Regions from separate parts of the Triticum aestivum genome. Here region 2 is linked to region 1. The links are chromatin contacts, called in public Hi-C maps. All regions are on one chromosome and are shown on one strand. The core of a region is the stretch at or near the end of the contact, and the rest is flanking DNA. Distances in the headings are between cores, read along the strand shown.

The links. Hi-C and Micro-C count contacts between places; a contact is called where the count stands out from the background.
Region 2: a contact with region 1 is called in a Hi-C map of leaf, with 3 times the contacts expected there. The contact joins the promoter of LOC123159018 here to the promoter of LOC123157389 in region 1. A contact is called at or near these places in 2 of 5 Hi-C or Micro-C datasets (both in leaf).

Annotation. Positions count from the first base shown.
Region 1 is chr7B:89,316,675-89,320,662 of IWGSC CS RefSeq v2.1, reverse strand. It overlaps LOC123157389, which reads left to right and starts at 1,276. Exons shown (of 7, transcript XM_044575666.1): 1 at 1,276-1,661; 2 at 2,888-2,945; 3 at 3,855-3,935. The coding sequence starts at 1,483.
Region 2 is chr7B:89,656,608-89,661,120 of IWGSC CS RefSeq v2.1, reverse strand. It overlaps LOC123159018, which reads right to left and starts at 2,996. Exons shown (of 1, transcript XM_044576820.1): 1 at 2,257-2,996. The coding sequence starts at 2,927. The coding sequence ends at 2,553. It also overlaps the pseudogene LOC123157709.

The sequences.
Region 1 (3,988 bases), core at 27-2,526:
TCGACGAGCAAAGTAGAAGCGGCGGTGAACCAGGAGTGGCTGTGTGGATTAGTTATAGCGTCCTGCCTCAAAGGACGGGCCACACCGACTTACGGAAGGCCACGTACGAGCGGATCATTGGCAGTGACGAAGCCAGTGGGGGCGAGCTAGGGCCATGGCTGCCACATGGCAATCTATTTTCTGAAACAACCTTAGGGCCTCTTTGATTCATAGGACTGCAAAAACACAGGAATAGGAAACACGTAGGATTGGAATGGCATGTCCAGCGGATCCCTATAGGATTTGAGTTTGTTTGATTGTTCCATGGGAAAAACAAAGGATTTCTTCCAAGAGGTTGGAGTGGATGTTAGAATTCCTGTGAAATGTAGTACAAATGAATCCTTAGGAAAAAAATCCTACAGGACTCAATCCTACGAATCAAACGATCGACGTAGGAAAAATTCCTAAAGATTCTAATCCTTCAAAGATCCTACGGAAATCCTTTGAATCAAAGAGACCCTTAGATTGTTAGCTTAAAGTGTTCTAAATTTGTATGTTTGTCCCTCTTAACATTTTATCTTTTCCATTGGTCCCTCTTTAGTATGCTTCGTGGCTCCGTCCCTGATCATCGGCACCTCCAGGGCCCACTCGCCCATTTTCTTCAACTACAAGCAGATCCTCTACCAATTAGACAAGAATATTTACCTGGGTTCTCATCCATGCCTAGATGATCAGCCCTTAATTTGACTCAAAATTTGTTCTTTTCATGTTATGTGAGTAGCCTGTTGGTTACACATAATAGAGTAACTGTAAGTTTTTGAATAATAAAAACTGTAAGTTTCACGCCATCAAAGTCGAGGATGGTTAGTGGCCTTGGCTCATGCAAGGCATGTGGTTGATCGATTCATGTTCGTGTTCATCATTTTCTTTCGTTGCAACGCACAGACATATGTGCTAGTATCTTCAAAGGAAAAGCTAGATACGAAAAATCTCCGAAAATATAGCCCCCATGGTTCCATTCAAACAGGCCCCCCTACTATTTACTTTTTTTTTTAGAATCAACAGGCCTTCCTACATGAAACATTATTGAATTGTATTTCTATACGTGCACGGGGTACGTACGCATTCCTCATCTTTATCATACGAGCCGCGTAGGATAGCTTTGACCCATCACCACGAAAATCATTTCTTTAACAAACCCGCTGACGAGAAACCCAATCCCGTACTCGTGCAGAAACCGCAAAAAAGGAGGCGCAGAAGTTCACGGAAACGCAAAAAAGAAAGAAATAAACAAATCCGCGACGAACCAAACGCCAAAGCGACCCATCTCCTCCCTTCCGATCTCCATCTCCATCTCCATCTTCTCTTCCCGTCCCGTCTCCGCTAGTCCCCCTTCCGAGCGAGACAGCAGCGCAAACCCTCCCTCCCCCACCTGCCGCCGCCTCGATTCGCCGCCTAGGTCCGTCCGGCGAGGTAGGGCGGGAGGCGCGGCGGCTGGTGGCCATGTGGCCCGGCTGCGGCGGCCGCTTCTACTGGGCGCCAGCGCCGCCGTCGGGGGCGAGGGGCGTCGTGGTCGTGTTCGCGTGGGTGTGGAGCGACGAGGCGCAGCTGCGGCCGTTCGTCGAGCTCTACGCCTCGCTCGGCTGGCGCTGCCTCGTCTGCCACCCCGACCTCGTATCGCTGTGAGTGGCGCTGCTTCCCCCATCCTCCCGCTCTCGCTCCCTGCTACTTGTCGCTTGTGCTAGCTGCTTGATTCGGGAGATCTGTTGCTCGTCTGGGCTCGTAGAAGTGGCCGCCTGTAGCTCTGCGGCCTCATGGAGTGGAATCATAGCTGCGGTTAAGTTTAATTTTAGAGATTCTGAGATTGGTCACTGATGCTGTAGCTGCGGTTAGGTTTAATTTTAGAGATTCTGGGATTGGTCATTGATTTCGTAGCTGCGGTTAGGCTTGATTTGAGATTGGTCGCTCATTTTGTGTCTACCCGAATCATTGGGGACGAGGCTTTATCCTTCAGGTTTAGCTTGTTATGAAAATTTCTCTGGAGTTCGATTAGTTGATGGGCAGTGTTCGATCGGTCACTCGATTCATCACTGCATGTTACTAGTTCTCTTAGTTTGAGAATCTCTGTAACTGTGCAATTTATACTCTTCTATATTTTGCATGGTTTATCTTGTCGCTTTGTGCGCTTTTTGGTAAATATACCTACGTACCTGCAGCATGCGAGCGGTTAGCGTCTTAGCGATCTTGTGTGTTTGGGGTTTGGTTAGGCTTTGAGATTTGGTAAAGCTATATTTATTGGAGGATAATGGAAGGTTTTGCATTGTGGTACTTGGATTTTTGTGCAATTGAGGATGCGAAAAATTGAAGGTATCAATTTTAGTAGTAAGTAAAATGAAACACAAGAATATTGAACCTTCTGAAACTACTAGTATGTTGAACTAGCAAAAGGAGCTAAAATAACATATGGATTGCTTCAATATGTTAAGAATGTTTGGTACATCCATCCAGAGTTTTGTTGCCTGAACACAGTTTGTGCATCTGCAAGCTTGGTAGTCATTTATGTAGTTTGTGCAGAGACCTCAGAGTAATTTTATTGAATAGCATTAGCAAATTAAGTGCATCAAATCAGATGTTGCTGGAGGTAGAGGGTCTTCATCAGCATCATCTGTTGCTGGTAGAGCTATAGGCTTCATTCAGCAGGGTATTTCACCTAAAATGACACTTGAGTGAGTACCATTGTAACACTAGGTCACTAGCAATGGAGTTCCTTGCATCGTGCTTCAGTTATCTACTTATCTTATACTTGAAGGGCTATGGTGTAAACTTGCATATGGGGTCTTCTGCAGTCTGCACCCTTAGGTTCCTATTTACACCTAATGGCACTATACTGATTCTTTTCTTCTTCCAGGTATCTCTCTGAGAAAGCAGCAACATTGGCATGTGGTGTTATTAGTGAGCTGGCAAAGGTACATCTTTTTTTCTTGGTTGTTGTACTCCACAAATACCATGTTGTATAGTAAGCATTAACAACTCTATTGTTCAAATGAAGAAAATAATACTCCCTCCGCCCGGAAATACTTGTCGGAGAAATGTATATATACATCCATTTCTTCGACAAGTATTTCCGGTCGGAGGGAGTAAGTAACTTTGTTCCTTGTTGTTTTAGTCAATGATCATATTGTATTTAGCCTACTCCAGCACTGACACTATTTTGTACTCCCTGCTTCCCAAAATCTTGGGCGTATTAAATTCTGCATGCAATTCCATAATATAGGACGCACAGTTACAGCCTCACCAACGATTAGCTACTTTTGTGGAAAAAAAAGAAAGCACGTACGAGCATCTAGTGCGGTTACCTTTCATCGTTTGAGATTGGATCGGTCAACAAAGAGTGGGACAAAGGAGATCGTGCATGCTCCACCGTTTTCTTTCAGTTACCTCTGTGCGATGGCTCACGTAAGAATCAATGGGTTAATTTTCGTGCTAATACCTAATACGCCCAACATTTTGAGAAGGAGGGAGTGATACACATGTGACTTTCTCTTTTTGCTCCTTAATCATCCAAATGATTTATATACAAAAAATGTATAGATGTAAGAACCCCTGGCAGAACGCATGAAGTTAGAGTTTGACCCTTCACCCCTTTCCATTTATTTTATACTTTGTGTCCAAGCGGCAACCTCTACATAATCTTCTTGCTGATTTAGAGTCTGAAATATTTGCATGTTGACACATTATAAACTTTCTGTATTGTTTAGAAGAATGAATATAAGCTCTCGTGGAATGGGACTTCTGTTTACTATCTTTCCACTTGGTTGCAGTTAATTATTTTTACAATTTTTTGTTTTTAACTATGTGAAATGCTGGTGTTTCAGGAATTGAAAGTAAAGCCATTGCCAACTGTGTTTGCTTCTTTTTCTGGTGGCTCAAAGGGATGCATGTACAAGGTTATTCAGGTGCATGCTTGTTTGATTCTTCCTTTTGCCACCTCATCGTACCTATCATCTAT
Region 2 (4,513 bases), core at 1,747-4,246, 340 kb before region 1:
CCTTTTCTCTGGCAAGCAATTAAAATTGGATCTACATCGAGAACACAGTATCGAAGTCTCTGCAAGTTAAAGGTAGCAAAGTAATATGCTAAAGCATAAAAGCTTCTACATGTTGCAATACTGTGCAGACAGTTAAATCTTCTAAAATTTTAGGTTCTAGCTCCAATGACATGTAAGATAAAGTGATCGTATTGACCATCTCATAGAACAAGCGTGCCTTATCAGCTGCTGTTGAACATGCACTGTCCACTCTTTCCACTTGACAACCGAGTTACAGGCAGGTGCCATGTTTTATGATACAATCTCATATGGATAACCTTCAACGAGGAGTAGAAGTTTTTTCTCCTATTTCTAAATGTTGAAAAGGAAAAAAAAAGCCTCGGAAATTTGAACCAATTATGCAAAACAAATCAGGCTGAAGTGCTTTCAAGGAAAGATGCCTCAGTACCATTTTCTGAACAAACATCACCAGAGATGCACAAGACAAAACTAGAGTTCCAATGGTTAAATATATACAGAAACATCGACTGGGTAATACCGTTTCAACCAGCACTCTTGATGCTTATGCTCATATTTATCAGATGAGTGGCATCCATACTCTGATGGATAATAAACCATATATTGCATTTTAGTGCTCCAGGCTGGGCCCTCTTGGCTATGCAAGCTTCACAGCAATCAGCAGCACTTTCTTTATGATGTGTTAAGCCCCATCGAATAGCAGCACCACCATAATCGGATGGACCTTTATCCTATCCCTTCTTCTGCAACATCAATACGTACAAAAAGCAGTCACTCAAATATTTCTTACATCATTTTTTAAAATCATTCCAGAAGAAATCCAAATCGTCTTCAGTCATTTCCAAAACTAAATAAATTGGTAAATGCTATATACGTGACAATATATATAAACTGCGCAAGAAAATGAAATGACAGCAGCAGTTGACAATATGAAGCAACATCAAAAGACGCCTAACTTTTCTGAATTGTTGACAGATCATGGCACCATCCTGTCATCATTTTCTGACCAAGGGTTAATTCATAGAGCATAGTAAGAACTAAGAAGTCTCTAGATGAAAAAGAAGCTGCACTGATAGAAATCCAAATGCTGTGTCAAAATCTGCTGCTTATATATGAAGTTAGTAAAGGGAGTAGAACAGATGCAAATGCTACAAATGGAAAAGGAAAATGAAGAAGCCAAATTATGTTATTTCTTTAACCCGAAAATTGTGCTGCTTCTCAGATGTGTCGAATGCACACTTCAAACTCATCTGAATTTGGAACCATGAGATGACCCATGCCCCGGCCAACAAAGCGCCTGGTAATTCAAATGGCAGATTAGGCCAGATGCACGAGCACGCCATCCACAAAAACAATGCAAACCAATGACTACATGTCGCAGAGGGGTACAAAATCCACGTGTTAATACTGGCTATGAGAGTGCAACACTCGAACATTCCAAGTGCACCTGATGACAATTCCAGCTTAGCATCAGTATTCCAAGTTGTCAACAGAGCAAGGCGATACTACCTTACGGTTCGGTGGTGTTGCTGTTTGCTCCCAAATCATGCAGCTTCTGCGGTATCTCATAGGATGCTTTCTGCTTCGGCTCTAGCGGCAGCTCCTTCCGCCTCTTCTCCTCTCTCGCAAACACCTTCTGTAGCTTCCTCACCTGATAACACCCAAAGCCAAATCCCAAACGGAGAAGGTCAGATAACTACTGATTCAGAACTGATGGTTTCCAGAAGCTCGACCGGCAAATGTGAATTGACCAAGCAGTGCCCAATTGCTCAAACCATGGCACAGCACTGCAAGATGGGTATGCAAAAAAATGCTCTCGATTTTTGCGAGCGCACTCGGCCATGGGAGCGGGGGATTTGAGGTTTGGGGAGCAACGAGCGGCGGTTAAGTGGTGGTAACCTCACTCGGCATGACGGTGACACGAACGAGCCACAACTCTCAAAACTTTTCTTGAGAAAGCTATCAGTGCTGTATTTCCCGGAGCTCTTTATGGCTTTCAGACATTAGACATCATCTGCGTTACACTTGGGGTGAGCAACTAATGCGCAGTTAAGTCTGGCATTCTTGTGGTGACCTTGAGTCAAGCAGGATCAGTCACCATCAGTCCATATAACTCCAGGTACACGTATGGCATTCAAATGCAGTCCACGAAATTTGAATGCAACTGGACACCTACGTGATTCTACTTTTGTTTCAGCATCACCATAGCCGGCTGTGGCATCTAATTCTTCAAGCATATAGAGAGCATCAACAACCAACTCAACAAAATTATTGATATATAGAGAAAAGTGCAAAATTAATCCATCCAAGTGCAGCACAATGTGGCGCGCTGTGAGTAGGTAACAAAATGTGGGTGGTTTCCGGTTCGATACAATCCGGCAGCCCCTTCCCGGCATTTCCACAAACACATGGCGTGCACGGCCATGGTTCAGAAGCATCTACACAAGGCAAGAACCGAGATCACAAAGAGTAAACAGGGACGAAGCCGTCGAAGAACAAGGCGCGCCGCCACGATCTGAACGGAGACGAGGGAGCTAGTGGTCGTCGGTGGCGGGGGCGGGGGCGGCGGCGGGGGTGGGAGGGTGAGCGGCGAAGATGCGTCGGAGGTGGGAGGCGAACGCGCCCGAGGGGTCGGCGCCGGCCTCGCGGTCGAGCTCGTCCCGAAGCTCGCGCATGCGGTGGGAGATGTGCTCCTGCTCGAGGCTGAGCTCGGCGGCGTCGTTGGCGAGGTCGCGGACGCGGTGCTTCTGGCTCAGGGACCGCAGGCTCATCATGAGGATGCCCGACATCAGCAGCAGCTGCACGAACCCGTCCTTCCGCTTCGCCGCGCTCGCCAGCAGCCCCAGCGCCCGGCGACCCCCCTGAGCCGCTCCCCCGCCGCCGCCGCCGGTGGTGGTTGTGCCCGCCATCCTCGCGCGTGCTCGTTCTTTCGTGTGGGCTTTCGGTGGATGGATCGTCGCGCGACGCTGGAGAGGGCAAGAAATGATTTCTGTTTTGTATATTAGCAGTCCAGTGGGCCGCGGACAGTAGGCCTTACCACTGTGATCCACAAACTAAGAGACCGAATAAGTCCCTTCTGGGCCTTCTGGCTCTTCGTCGCGGCGCTAAGAAGTTTCTGGGCCCTCGAATGCATTTAGGTGTCATATGTGTGGCACGAAGTAACACCGTTCAAACGTTTTTATAACTTTTCTTTTAGGGGAAAAAGTTGTCATTCTATTCAATGTTTAACGCCCCTTCAGAGATGATCTCCGAGCTAACACACTCGGGAGACACATGGAGCCAAGTTTTACATAAAGATTTAAAGCAACCCTCCCTAGCTAGGACGTGTGCGACATTATTTGCAAAGCGTCGCAACCAAGCAACCCTAAAGTCTGAAAATGATCCAAGTAACACTTTTATCTCCTCCACTAGTTGCCCGTTGGCCGAGAAGTCCTTCTCTTCATTCACGAGCTTTCTCTCCACCACTTGTGAGTTTATCTCGAGAATGATCCTCTGAACATATAGTTCATTCGCCAGCGGCAGAGCCCTCCGGCATGCCATCAGTTCCGCCACCTCTGCATCATGGGTAGAAGGAAAAAATTGCAACATCCCGCCATTATAACTAAGATTACAATAAAAAACAAAAAAAACTGAAACTTGCCATCCAAACAGAAAGTTGCCATGCTTCACAACTAAAGTTGTCATTAAAAAATGTATTCCTCCGTGAAACACGTGTGGCACTTATCAGGGAAAACCCTATTTGGCGCTTCAGGCGCCGGTTGCAGTTCAAATTGCAAATCGGAGCACACTACGCCTCAGATCTGGGCCGACCCATTCTATGACTCATAAAAAGGTGCGAATAGTGCGATCGCCCTGGATTGAACCAGCGATCTCTCCCTTCAGTGTCGACTACACTAACTACTACGCCACCTTGACGCTTCTAAATACCTACTTCTTTTTTTCACCTTTCTATGCAGAGAAAACACCCTCCCCCCTACGTTTTCCATTTTTTTTCTTTTCTATTTTTGTTTCCTTTTTTCTTTTCTTAAAATTCATGATTTGTTTTCAAATCAAACCTTTTTAAAAAAATTGATGATTTTTTTTGAAATTCGATTACCTTTTTTACGAAATCAACAACATTTTAATATTTTGGTTAACTTTTTTTAATAAATCGATGAACTTTTCTCTATTCGATGATTTTTTTTTCAAATCTAATGAACATTTTAAAATTTATGAGATTTTTTCTAAACACCATGAAAATTTTCAAAATTCATGAGATTTTTTTCAAATTTGATGAACTATTTAAAAAAATTAATTCAAAATTGATGAACTTTTTTGGAAGTCGACAAATTGTTTTCCAAAATTGATGAACTTTTTTTTCAAATTTGTTGAACTTTTTTAGTACCAATGATTTTTTTTCCATTTCCACAAACTTTTTCCAATTTGTATGAACATTCTTTTCAAATTCGTGGTTGTTTTCATTATTTTTTAGAATTCTTTTCCAAATTTATACTTT